Regions from separate parts of the Canis lupus genome. Here region 1 is linked to region 2. A link is a contact called in public Hi-C data. All regions are on one chromosome and are shown on one strand. The core of a region is the stretch at or near the end of the contact, and the rest is flanking DNA. Distances in the headings are between cores, read along the strand shown.

Region 1 (6,004 bases), core at 790-3,289, 40 kb before region 2:
GAAAAAAATCTCCTTCAAGATTTAGAAAGCCCAATGTTCAGAGCTAGTTAGCAGTCCTAAGGAATGAGTTTACTAAAGCCCAGAAAATAAACTGCAGAAAGACCACATGGTTCCTAGGGCCTGCCTCTCCTGGGGCAGGCCCAGAATAAGCCCAGGGAACCAACAGACCTCCCAGAACCACTCCTCACTAGGGCAGAAGGGACAACCCAGCAACCACCTAAACGACCAGCACAACTATGGAGCAGGAAAGCAGAAGGCCAAGACAATCAGAGCAACTCTACAAAGTCTGTTACCTGAGCAAGTACCGAACACCGTCACCTGCATCCTTCAGGGGTTCCAGATAGATCTCCAGCCTCTTGTAGGATAGAACCAAGTTGAAAAGATCAAATGCCGGGGACTTGGTAGGGGCAGGTGGAGTTTCCAGGGGAGCCTCAGGGATCACGCTGGGGCTCACCTCTGGCCCACTCCCCTCACGCTCTGACGTCTGCATCCTGCAATCATAATAATTCCCGATATTTGCATTGCCCTTACAATCCCCAAAACACTTCTACTTACGTTATTTTACGTGATGCCTATGATAAACCTGAGAGGTAGGAAGGGTTACAGATGGAATACCCATTTCACAGAAAGGAAACACATTCAGCAGGGAATAGTGAATTGCCCAGATATAAAATCCTGCTCTTCGGGGCCCCTAAGTGGCTCACTGGTGAGAGTCTGCCTTTGGCTCAGGTTGTGATCCCGAGGGTCCTGGGATGGAGCCTGCTTCTCCCTCTCCCTAGGTCCCTGCCTCTCTCTATCTCTCACGGATAAAAATAAAATAAAAATCTTTTAAAAAATAAAATAAAATCCTTCTCATATGACTCTTCATCTAATGTTCTTTTCCCCACAGATCCATCAAGAGTAAAAACCATAAAGACCAAGCACACATGGTTGCTGCGAAGAGGCAGCATGATGTCTAAAAAGAAATGATGACCTGGTATATTTTTCACCCACTCTTCACCTGGTTAACTCCTACTCATCCTTCAGGTATGGGCTGAAACACTGCTCCCTTGATCTGAGAGATCTGTTTTGCCAAGGCCCCCAGTCTGGAATGGGAGACCATCTCTAATAATCCCAATGGATCAGGTACTTGCCCTAAAACATTTATCACACCAAACTAAAACTCCCTGCTTTCTTGCCGGTCTGCGCTTCTTGACAGGTCAAAAACCACGTCTTCCATTTACCATGCTTGTGCACTCAGTGGACGGTTAATGAATGCTCACTAATGAGCGAACGCACTGTCCATCCTCTAGGGCTCCCAAGCTTTCTCCTGGCCGCCACATCTGCGGCTTCTTTCTCCTTTCTACTCTCAACCACTTCCCGGATCATTCCTGCTCATTATCTCCCTTTTTCCTTCAACCCCACGGGGCAGTCACTTCCTTCCATAAAGCCCGTCTCCGAGGAGGGGCACCCTCACCCTCTTCCCTAATAAAAAGTCCTACTCCAAACTCTGAAAAAGAAAAGGAGGGGGCGGCACGCGGGAACCTTGGCGCACAGCACACGAGCCAGTTCCTCGCAATGGACGGCGGCCTGCCGGGGGCTGGGGGTGGGGATGTGACCAAGTGGCCACTGGGAGCCCGCAATACCCGCAGGCGGAGCTCGGACTAAAGGACCCCGAGAGGGCGCGGGGCTGGGCAGCGCCGGCAGAGGCCCAGACCGTCCCCTCCGCAGCCCACCGAGCCCGCCCGGGGCCCGCAGCCCGCACGGAAGGCCACGCCCCAAGCGGCTGGGCCAGCAGGTGGTGACCCCCGCGGCGTCCAGGCGCCCAAGTCCGCACGGCTGGCGGAGGCCTGGAGATAAGGACGGGTAGCGCCTCACCTGCCCGGTCGCTGGGGGGGCGGGGGAGGGGCGGGGACGGCCACGGAGCACTGAAGGGCCACCAGGCCCGCGAGCGTTGCCTCAGGCCCGCCCCACCCCGAGGACGCGCCGCTTCCAGGGGCCTCTCTGGAGCCGCAAATCCAAGAGCCTCCGCCGCCGCCAACGCTTCCGGGACGCGAATTGCTCTGCGGCGGCGTGCTCATGACGTCACCACGCCGCCCCGCCTCCCGCGCCCGCGTTTAGCCCCGCCCACCCCGGCACAGGTGAGCGCCTCCGGCCGCACTGCGCCTGTGCGTCTCCTCGCTCGGCCCCGCCCGGATTCGGTGGGTCCCGGGGGGCCGCGGTTCGCGGAGTCGCCGCGCAGCCCCGGGAGCACGAGCTTTACGACTGTTCGTCTCGCCGCCTTGGTCCAAATCCAACCGGTTGGTCCAAGCGGGAGTCAGATGTCTGTAGCCCTTCTGTGCCCCAGCGGGAAGTTCTCCCCCCTCCAAACAGCTGCAGGGCAGACAGAGCCGCATCCCCACGCGCACCACTAAGCAGCAGCCCGAAATCCTCCTCCTTCTCAGGGGAATGGACCTGGCTCCGTGGCTGGGCCAGGCTTGTCTGCCGCGTTCTGCCTCTCCTCCTTTGGATGAGTCTAGAAGTATAGAAAGATGGTTTTTTATTTCTTTAATATCCTAACCACCTGAAATTTCACAAGTAGTTGTAAATCAATAACTTACTCCAAAGATGAATTTTAGTTTCTTTGCAATTCCTCACTGGGTGGGCCAGTGGCTGTCCGGTAGTATAATTGGTGCTCTCTTCCAGCAGATCTGCGTTGAGAGATATTATTCAAGAACTAGACATTTTTTTGGGGGGGGGGGTGCGATAGAGGGAGATACAAGGAGGGGATACGAGGATACAAGAAGGCTCTAAAGACCAGAAAGGAACAGCCACGACCAATATCAATGAACGATGGCTTCTCCTGATAATTAGACACTGGTCAGCTAGACTCTGCTTTTGGGGGGTCTAACTTTGAATTTTGTATAATGAAGTTTGCTCAGTTCTTTCTTTCCCTTCTCCAGCATTTTGTCTTCATACTTTGCCTCAAGTCCTAGTGCCACTGCTAAGTGAAAGAGACTGAAAGAGAATATAAAATAGCAGTGGGGTGCTTGGGTGGCTCAGCAGTTGAGCATCGCCTTCTGCTCAGAGGACGGTCCCAGGGCCCCAGGATGGAGTCCCACATTGGGATCCCTTCAGGGAGCCTGCTTCTCCCTCTGCCTATGTCTCTGCCTCTCTCTCTCTCTGTGTGTCACTCATGAATAAATAAGTAAAAATCTTAAAAAAAAAAGAAAAAAGGAAACAAAATAGTAAAAGTGGATAACTAATAACTTGACGTTTTGCAGTGGTTAGTCTGCATCTCTAAGCGAAGGTGTGTATGGCCCACATGATTGGACCTTGGAGAAATACTAGTGGGGAATGCTGAGTAGAAGAAGCTGGAAAATAGGAGTGGGAAGAGAAAAGAATGTCAGTGTGGCAAGTATACCGTTGAAGAGGTTGATAAGCAAACCATGTGCAAGGGCAGGTGGTGCTAGGATGTGGGAACTCTGTATTTCTTGGCAATTTTTTTTTTGTAAACCTAAAACTCTAATACTTTATTGAAAAAACAAAATGGGCCTGGAGGAGATCACCTACAGGGGGAGTGCAGGCAAAAAGGAGGTCCTCAGGAACCAAAGACCAAGGTGTTCTGGAGACTATTTGTATATACCATTCTTCCCGTTTCCCTATTTCTTCTATTCCTTCTTATCATACTCCTTTTAACTGAGACTGACCTTATTTCCACTGTTGCTCCCTCTAGAGCACCATGGTCCAGGTGGACTTCACGGACAATGGAAAGAAATGGTCTATTATCTGGGCTGTCTGATAGAGTACCAGTAGGCACATGTGGCTACAGAGCAATTACAAGGCATCTATCGCAACTAGGAAATAAGTGTTTAATTTTATTTTATGGAAACTTAAGATTTTATTTTGAGACAGAGAAAGAGAGAAAGTGATAGAGAACGAGCTGGAGGGGCTGAGGGAGAGGGAGAACCCAAGCTGACTCCCTGCTGAGTGCCAAGCCTGAGGTGGGGCTTGATTCCTTGACCCCAAGATCATGACCTGAGCCGAAACCAAGAGTCAGCTGTCCAACCAGTCAAACCACTCATGTGCCCCTTTATGGGATTTGTAAATGTAAATAGCTAAATACAGCTACTGGTTATGACTAGGACAACAAAACTCTAGAGTCCAGTATCTCTTTATTTGATCCTTTTTTCTGCCCTTTTACAAGCCACGATATTTCTGATGCTCCACTCTCGATTATCTTGGCTCCAGAACATCTTTAAACAATGTCTGCAGCCAGACTTCCCTCAGTCATGGCCCCTATCTTTCTACACCTACACAGTAGGACTATAAAAGGATAGAAGTCTCCCAGTTGAAATGACCGCCCTCACTAATCTGCCTGAAATTCAGGCCTCAAAGGACAGAGTGTTAGGATTTTATGAAAAACTCATAAGTGTGAATTTTCTAAACAAGAGAGAGGGAAAAAAGATTCCTGGTCTTAATTATAAAAAGAGCTATTTAAAATTCACAAATTGGGGCGCCTGGGTGGCTCAATGGTTGAGCATGTGCCTTTGGCTCAGGTTGTGATCCTAGAGTCCCCGGATTGAGTCCCACATCAGGATCCCAGCAAGGAGTCTGCTTCTCCCTCCGCCTATGTCATTGCCTCTCTCTCTGTGTGTCACTCATGAATAAAAAGCTTAAAAAAAAAAAAAAAGAAAAAGAAAGAAAGAAAATAGTAAAAAAGGATAACTAATCACTTGACGTTTTCCAGAGGTTAGTCTTTGCACCTCTAAGCGAAGGTGTGTATGGCCCACATGATTGGACCTTGGAGAAATACTAGTGGGAAATGCTGGATAGAAGAGCTGGAAAATAGGAGTGGGAAGAGAAAAGAATGTCTAAGCACACCTACCTCCACCAGATGGCTCCCTGACCCACTCTTGCACAAACTGAGGTTTCGTAGTTCCCTTTAAATTTGGGAGTTTTCTGTGGTTTCTCCTGCCACCATTTCCACCACATACCAGACTTTGTGACACTTTGAGCTGTATTCATTATTTCTTTCTGTATAACGAATTATTTCAAAACTGACTGGATTAAAACAATAATAAGTTTATATTTTCTCACATTGGTTTTGGCTTTTGGGTAATTTTGGTCAGGAAATGGAGAGGGGCTTCGTGGGTGATTTTGGCTCCAACTTTAATGAGATTGCAGTCAGAGGCTGGCCATGGCTGCCTTCATCTGAAAGCTTGGTGCGGCTGGAGGACTGGCGTCCACAGTGGCTATCTCACACAACAGATAAATGGATGCTGGCATTCTTTTTTTTTATTTTTTTTTATTTTTTTTAATTTTTATTTATTTATGATAGTCACAGAGAGAGAGAGAGAGGCAGAGACACAGGCAGAGGGAGAAGCAGGCTCCATGCACCGGGAGCCTGATATGGGATTCGATCCCGGGTCTCCAGGATCGCGCCCTGGGCCAAAGGCAGGCGCCAAACCGCTGCGCCACCCAGGGATCCCGGATGCTGGCATTCTTATGCTGATAGGCTGGGAGGAGGTTTCAGTTGCTCTTGACTGGGCACTCTCCAGAAGGAATCTTGAGTGTCCTCTTGACATTGTGGCTGACTTCCTCCAGAGCAAGAGATCCAAGAGGGAGCCACAAGATCTTCTATGATACATCCTCAGAAGGCACATATCATTTTCACAATATCCTGTTGGTTTTAAAGGTCAGAACTATTCAATGTCCCAATGTATAATGGGAGGCTTATACAAGAGCATGACTACCAGGGGTAGTCATGGGGAATGGGGACAACCTAGAGGCCATCTTGGAAGCTAGCTACTAGGTACTGCTCTGTAGTACCTGCTCCCACACACCTTTCAACATCCAGCTTGAGTGTCAAGTCCTTTGTGAAGGTTTCCCCAAATAATTCCTCATTTCCTCCTTTGTGTTCACACAAAACTCTGATCCTATTAAGTACCTATCACCTTGCATTTCAATTTATTTAGAATCTCCCTTTATTCTTGAGAGCAGAGAGACTGCAATTTAACATCTTGGCAGCTCCAGTTTCTGCCAA
Region 2 (5,959 bases), core at 2,983-5,482:
CTTCGCATCAGGAAGCGCCCGCCCTTGCCAAAGCCGCGAAGGGTTGGGGTGGGCGCCTCTTAGCTTGCCCCATCCCGATTTGAGGTCTGTCGGCGCTGCCTTTCGGCGCGGTGAGTAATCGCTCTAACTCCCTGCGGGCCGTGGAGTGCTGAGGGCGCCGAGGCAGGCTTGGGAGACTTGCCTTTCGATCCCTGCGCCTTCCGAAGCCCGCAGAAGCAGATAGCAGGCTCCGAGAGGTTTCTGAGCCTCCGGGTCGTTCCTTCCCCTGAAGACCTCGACAACCATCTGGCAGGAACAAAAATAGCAGTGGTTGAGAGGCTGGGCGCTGAGATCATACTACCTGGGTATATCCCAGCCTCACCACCCACCTCCTGTTTGACTTTGGGCAAGTCACTTAACCTTTCTGAGCTCAGTTTTCTCATCTGTAAAATGGGTATAACCTTTTTAGTTATAGTGCTTCCTCATAGGGGTGAGTTAAAAAGATCACCTATTTGAAAGTGATGTTCTGTGTCTGACATGGAGCAAGCTGCCTCACTGGCAGCTGTGATTTAAAGGTCTACAGATGGATCCATTCCCCTTTGCCATCTTTTCCCAAGTGAAGGCCCCTTTTGAGGGAGTTTCATGAAAATGACAATGATTCTATACTGCCTGGCTGTTAAATTGCCTTTCCCTTACATCACTCATTCATGATGCAATGTACTGGAATGGATGCTTTCACCAGTACAGCAATGTACTGGAATAAGGGAATAACCCTTATTCCTTTAAGGGTTATTTATTCTCACTCATTTGATGATGGGCAAAATGAGGCAGGGGAAACAGGCTTGTCAATGTCACCCAGTTTTCAGTGGCACGGCCAGAATTCAGGGTTCTTGAACTCTTGAAGAGGGTTATTTCTACACTTAGTTTATTTTCCAGTCGTGTCTGAGAATTGGTCTAGGAGTAGGGCCCTTTTGTCCACTTCCACATTAGATCTGCAGACTGACATGTATGCAGTTCTCTCAGTTTCTTCTCGGGGTAGGGTAGGCCTTAAGGGCCTGGGAGCTCACACGGCCTTGTTGACTCCGCCTCCCAGTGGAGGAACCACAGATTTTGGCTGCTGTCCAGCGACAGGGGAGGCAGGCCAGGGCCACAAGTGTTGATCTGGGCCTTGGGCCAGAGCCTCCAGTTCTTTTTCCAAAGGCCCTTTGCCTCCGATTACAGATTATTACCATCACCAGGGTTATCTGAAGGAGGTGAGCTGAGTGTGGAAGCAGTTGCTGGCAGCTCGTGCAAGTGTGTTCTGCCTCTGGTAGTTGGTTACCTGTGCCTCTCTGAGACCATGGTCAGAATAGCTAGCTGTCTAAACTGAGCTTCATAGACTACAAAGGGTGCTCAATTGTGCGCTATATTTATGTATTACAAATTCATTGCATGGTGAGTCACTTTTTAAATATATTTCTTTGTTAGAGCTCTATAATTCATTTATTGCCTATTTCAAAACAAGTTGAACTTTGTCCTTTTCCACATTTGGTATTTACTTTGGGGGTTCATTTTTAAGCTACTTTGTGTCATGCTGAAGTATTTTGCAATGAGTTTTTACTCATTTGTTCACAGACCCATGTTTATATTCTTTCACGTCAGCTCTGGGATGAAAGATCCACTTGTAATCTTTTAATATCTCTATGGTGTCATTTTCCATTTCAAAAAAGTACCATTGTTCAAGTATACACTGACTTCCCATGAATTCAGGTCCTGTCCAAGAAATTAGGGGGGAAATAACACATTGAATAAGATGAGATATTTCTTCTGGGGAGCCTGGCTGGCTTAGTTGGTAGAGTGAGCCACTCTTGATCTCAGGTTGTAAATTCAAGCTCTACATTGGGTGTAGAGATTACTTAAAAATAAAATCTTAGGGCAGCCCAGGTGGCTCAGCGGTTTAGCACTGCTTTCAGCCTGGGGCGTGATCCTGGAGACCCAGGATCAAGTCCCACGTCGGGCTCCCTGCTTCTCCCTCTGCCTGTGTCTCTGCCTCTCTCTCTCTGTCTCTCTCATGAATAAATAAAATCTTTAGAAATAAACATAATAAAATCTTTTAAAAAGTTTATTCTGATAATAAAAGTGTTTTTTTTTTTTTTAATAAAAGTGTTCTAATTCATTTTCCCAAAGTTTAATCCTATGTGAAATCTCATATTGATTTTTATTCTCTTACTGCTGGCTGACTCCCAGGGGCAGGCAGAGCCAAGAGTGAAGATCCTCAAAATCTAGAGGTGCCAAGGCACCCCACCCCAAAATGCATGGAGGGTATGTTTGAAGCTGGAGGCTTAGACTCACCCAGATGGTTTGTTGGTGTGTTTGTAACTTGCTGTAACTGGGATGCTGGAGGCTGGAGGTGGGGCCTTGTAGGGCTTCATAGCACACACTGGTGGCTGTGAATATCTGGGAAGTTGGGCTCCAAGTCATCCCTGAGGCAGCTGCTGCTACTTAATCCTGTTGCCATTCTCTCTGAAGGGAGGGTAAGATTGCCTGAATCTGAGAGAAGCCCAACATGGCCTCTTCTCCCGCCACCCAGACCAGCCTAGGAGGCTGCCCCAGGCTTGGCCACAGCCAGCGTAGGTCACTGGAGTGCTTTAGAGCAGTGAGTTCTCTGTCTTCTCCCAGTCCCTAACCCCAAGTCCCACAGCAGCAAAAACAGTGTCTTATCTCTAGGGAAGGTTGAGGAGAGCAGAAAAGGAGGAACTACTGGTTGGGGAATTTCCTGGCACCTAATTAGCCAGACCTGTCCATACACGTTGCATTAAGGCCTCATCAGACGAGCAAATCCAGTCACTGCTTCTGTACAGACCTAGCCTCGTCATAGAACCATTGACTACACACGCCCTGAGACCAAAAGCACGAAGCTGTTCCTTCTTCCTGGTGTATGAGGGAAACAGAGGCCCACAGAGGTGATGTGAAGTACTGGAGGCTCCTCAGCCAGCGAGTGGCACAAGGGCTCAGAGTCCTCTGACTCAGGAGCTGGTACTGTGTGCACTGGGCTGGGCTGAGCTGTGGTTCCAGATTTGTTTTGTGGGAGCTGGGAATCTAACTCTGAGTGCTGCGGGTTCAAGGCTACAACAGCAGATCACAGTCAACAGCTCTGACACTCAAGAAAAGGTAAACTCTACAACCCCGCCCCTACCTTGTGTGTGGGCTCGTCATTGTTCCCTTTCCAAGTGGCAGGTTTCCCCTTTTATGAATTAGGTGAGAACAGAGCCCTCTCCCCCACAGAAATGATGGGCTTCAGTTTGCTCGGTGCTGCTTGGCTGTGAAGGCAGCCGAGGTATTCAAACACAGCTGCAGCCCCTTACACCAGGTCCTGGCCTTGGCTGAGCCTCTGGCATTGAATCTGTGTCTTGGCTTTCTTTGCTCCTCTCTGAGCTGGGAGGAAGGTAACAGTGTTTGATTCCTAGAACTATTTGGAGGATGAAATATCATGCATATTGTCCTATCACCAGTAAATGACCCAGAGTTAGTTTTTTAACATCAGCCTGAAAGTGTTACCTGGTGACTATTGTTTTTTGGTCACTTTTTATCATCCAATTCAGGGGATTTGATTACCACACATACCAGGTTTTTAACTGGATTTCAAAATAGTGCTTAAGGAGATGTAGATTGAAAAATTCCCATTTCCAGATAAAAAACACAATTTTTGTGGAGTTAATTTATCTGAGTCTTGTGCAGTTTTTTTTTTTTTTTTAAGATTTTATTTATTTATGAGAGACACAGAGAGAAGCAGAGACATAGGCAGAGGGAGAAGCAGGCTCCCTATAGGGAGCCCTACGTGGGACTCCATTGGAGTCTCCAGGATCATGCCCTGGGCTGAAGGCGGTGCTAAACCACTGAGCCACCCGGGATGCCCTCTTGTGGAGGTTTTAGTTATTAAACCTTTTGAAGAAAGTGGGGTTCTTATGATAGGAGGCCTAGGCACTGGGACAGGGTGAGTTTGGAAATTACTGGAATAAGGAGGTTGGTTATTGAGGGAGGGCCAGTTACATTTGAGGAGTCTGATCAGAGTTGGAGAGAGGTCTCAAAGTCTCAGGAAAACAAAGGCAGGTGAGTGTTAAGGGCCGTGAAGCTGGGAATGCTTTATGTGATGTCCATTCTGTTTGAGTTTGTTACAAGGAGCATAGACATTTTGTATTGAAATGTATTTTAATTTTTACTCCCTTTTTAAGCTGGTTTCTGGTTGACCGATATCTCTGTAGCTCACCGTGGATGAGAGGAGGTCTGGTGTAGCAGCCAGGCCTTCCCCACTAGGCCTGGGGCTGAAGGGTGAAAGGAGCACAGGCAAATCCTCAGCTGGTTTAGGCCAGAACAGAGGAAAAGAGATCCTGTCATACCCCTGATCCAATTACAAAAGTCAAGGAAGCCAAAAGGGACAGGGTGTGGGGGTGAGAACAGAGGGTGTGGTGGCATTTGCATTTATTTGGCTCTTATCTGGTACCTGATACCACACTGGACTCAGTCCTTTTTTTTTTTTTTTTTTTGGATTCACGCAGTCCTTACAGCAATCCTGACAAGTGGTTATGAGCCCTACTTTACAGCTAAGCAGAGGCTCAGAGATGTTGAGTAACTTGCCTAGGGTTACAGTTAAGAAGGTGGCAGGAATGTGATTCAAGCCCAGTTCTGTGTAATGCCAAGGTCTTTGGTCTGCTTTCCAATCTCATAGCTTTTTCAGGCTGTACTGGAGACAAGGATGGGGGGAGTGAGCCTCAAATGTCTTTGTTACTCAAACTGAACTCTCTAGAACTGAGGAAGATCATTTAATTCTCATTTCCTATGGAGGGAGGGCATTGACATGAGCCTTCCTTTTATTGAACTCTTCTAGATCCCAACCTCTGCCCGTGGTTGTATATTCTAACCCTGTAGCCACCTCTTTGCCCCTATGTTCCTCTCCATGGCCTTTTGGTCTGCAGTTAGATCTGATTAGTCTGTTTCATACTGTGCTTACTGAACCATATGGACTTGGTGTGTCTCTAGGGTCTTGAAAATAGGTAGGATGACCATTCTGTTTTCCAGCTGGAAAAGCAGAATAGAACGTTGGGCACCGTTCTTTTTTTTGGGGGGGGGGGGGGCACCGTTCCTAACACTGTCCTAAGTCCCCACTGTGGCCCTGTGAAGTAGGAATTGGTGCAGCTCACACATTCACACAGGAAGCAAGTGAGCCATTCAGGGATGGAGGTGGCCAGAAGTGGGATTCCAACCTACATATTCCAACCCCAAAACCCTTCTCACCTCTGTGCTACAGAGCCTTAGAGAGACCTGGCTTCCATTCTAAAGTTTCATTAGTGAAATGAGGATACAGTATCTACCCATAGGGTTGCTGTTATCACGTTTCAATGAGGTGGTTGTGTGATTACAACTCTCAGAGCCATGCCCAATACATTTAAAGGCTCAACACAGTTCCGTGGCTGCTGTCAGAACTGTCCTCAGGACGTAGGTATCCCGGGTCGGCCTGGGCTTTACAGCCACAGACCTGGGTTCTGCTCCCAGCTCTCTGCTTATGCAAGGCTTTGTGACTGCAAAGGGTCATTTCAACCAAGTTACACTTCTTCATTTGTATGGTGGGAATAAACCATTCTTACTTCATGGGTTGCTGTGACTCTTCAGTGAGATAGTACATGTATTGTACACATAAGCACTTCATAACAAAGTTTGTCGTTATTCACATTATATCCCCCAGGTGCCCTGAAAATTAGAGTGACTAAGACTTAGTGCACGTTGACTCCTGGAGAATAGAAACACCAGAAGCCCTTGCATCCGTCAGGCTGCAGGTTTGGGAATGGCCTACTGACTGAAGTGTCTCCATGCTTTCCTTCCCCAGAGCATCCAGGATGGGCACCCCAGCCTCTGTGGTGAGTGAGCCGCCCCTTTGGCAAGCTCCAGCCGAAGCCCGGGGCCGCAAGCAGGCCTCGGCCAACATCTTCCAGGACGCTGAGCTGTT

What was found. Hi-C and Micro-C count contacts between places; a contact is called where the count stands out from the background.
Region 1: a contact with region 2 is called in a Hi-C map of amygdala, with 2.8 times the contacts expected there. The contact joins the promoter of ZFYVE27 here to the enhancer-like site in region 2. A contact is called at or near these places in 5 of 9 Hi-C or Micro-C datasets (amygdala, blood, liver and 1 more).

The regions. Positions count from the first base shown.
Region 1 is chr28:11,149,220-11,155,223 of UU_Cfam_GSD_1.0, reverse strand. ZFYVE27 (protrudin) reads right to left here and starts at 2,039. Exons shown (of 12, transcript XM_038578459.1): 1 at 1,858-2,039; 2 at 294-491. The coding sequence starts at 490.
Region 2 is chr28:11,111,209-11,117,167 of UU_Cfam_GSD_1.0, reverse strand. It overlaps AVPI1 (arginine vasopressin-induced protein 1), which reads left to right. Exons shown (of 3, transcript XM_038578449.1): 2 at 5,840-5,959. The coding sequence starts at 5,850. Among named protein-coding and RNA genes, the nearest start is that of MARVELD1, 20 kb to the left of the region's middle. Within about 2 kb of position 4,232, at least 2 of the 20 cell types and tissues checked have an H3K27ac peak or open chromatin away from gene starts, as enhancers often do.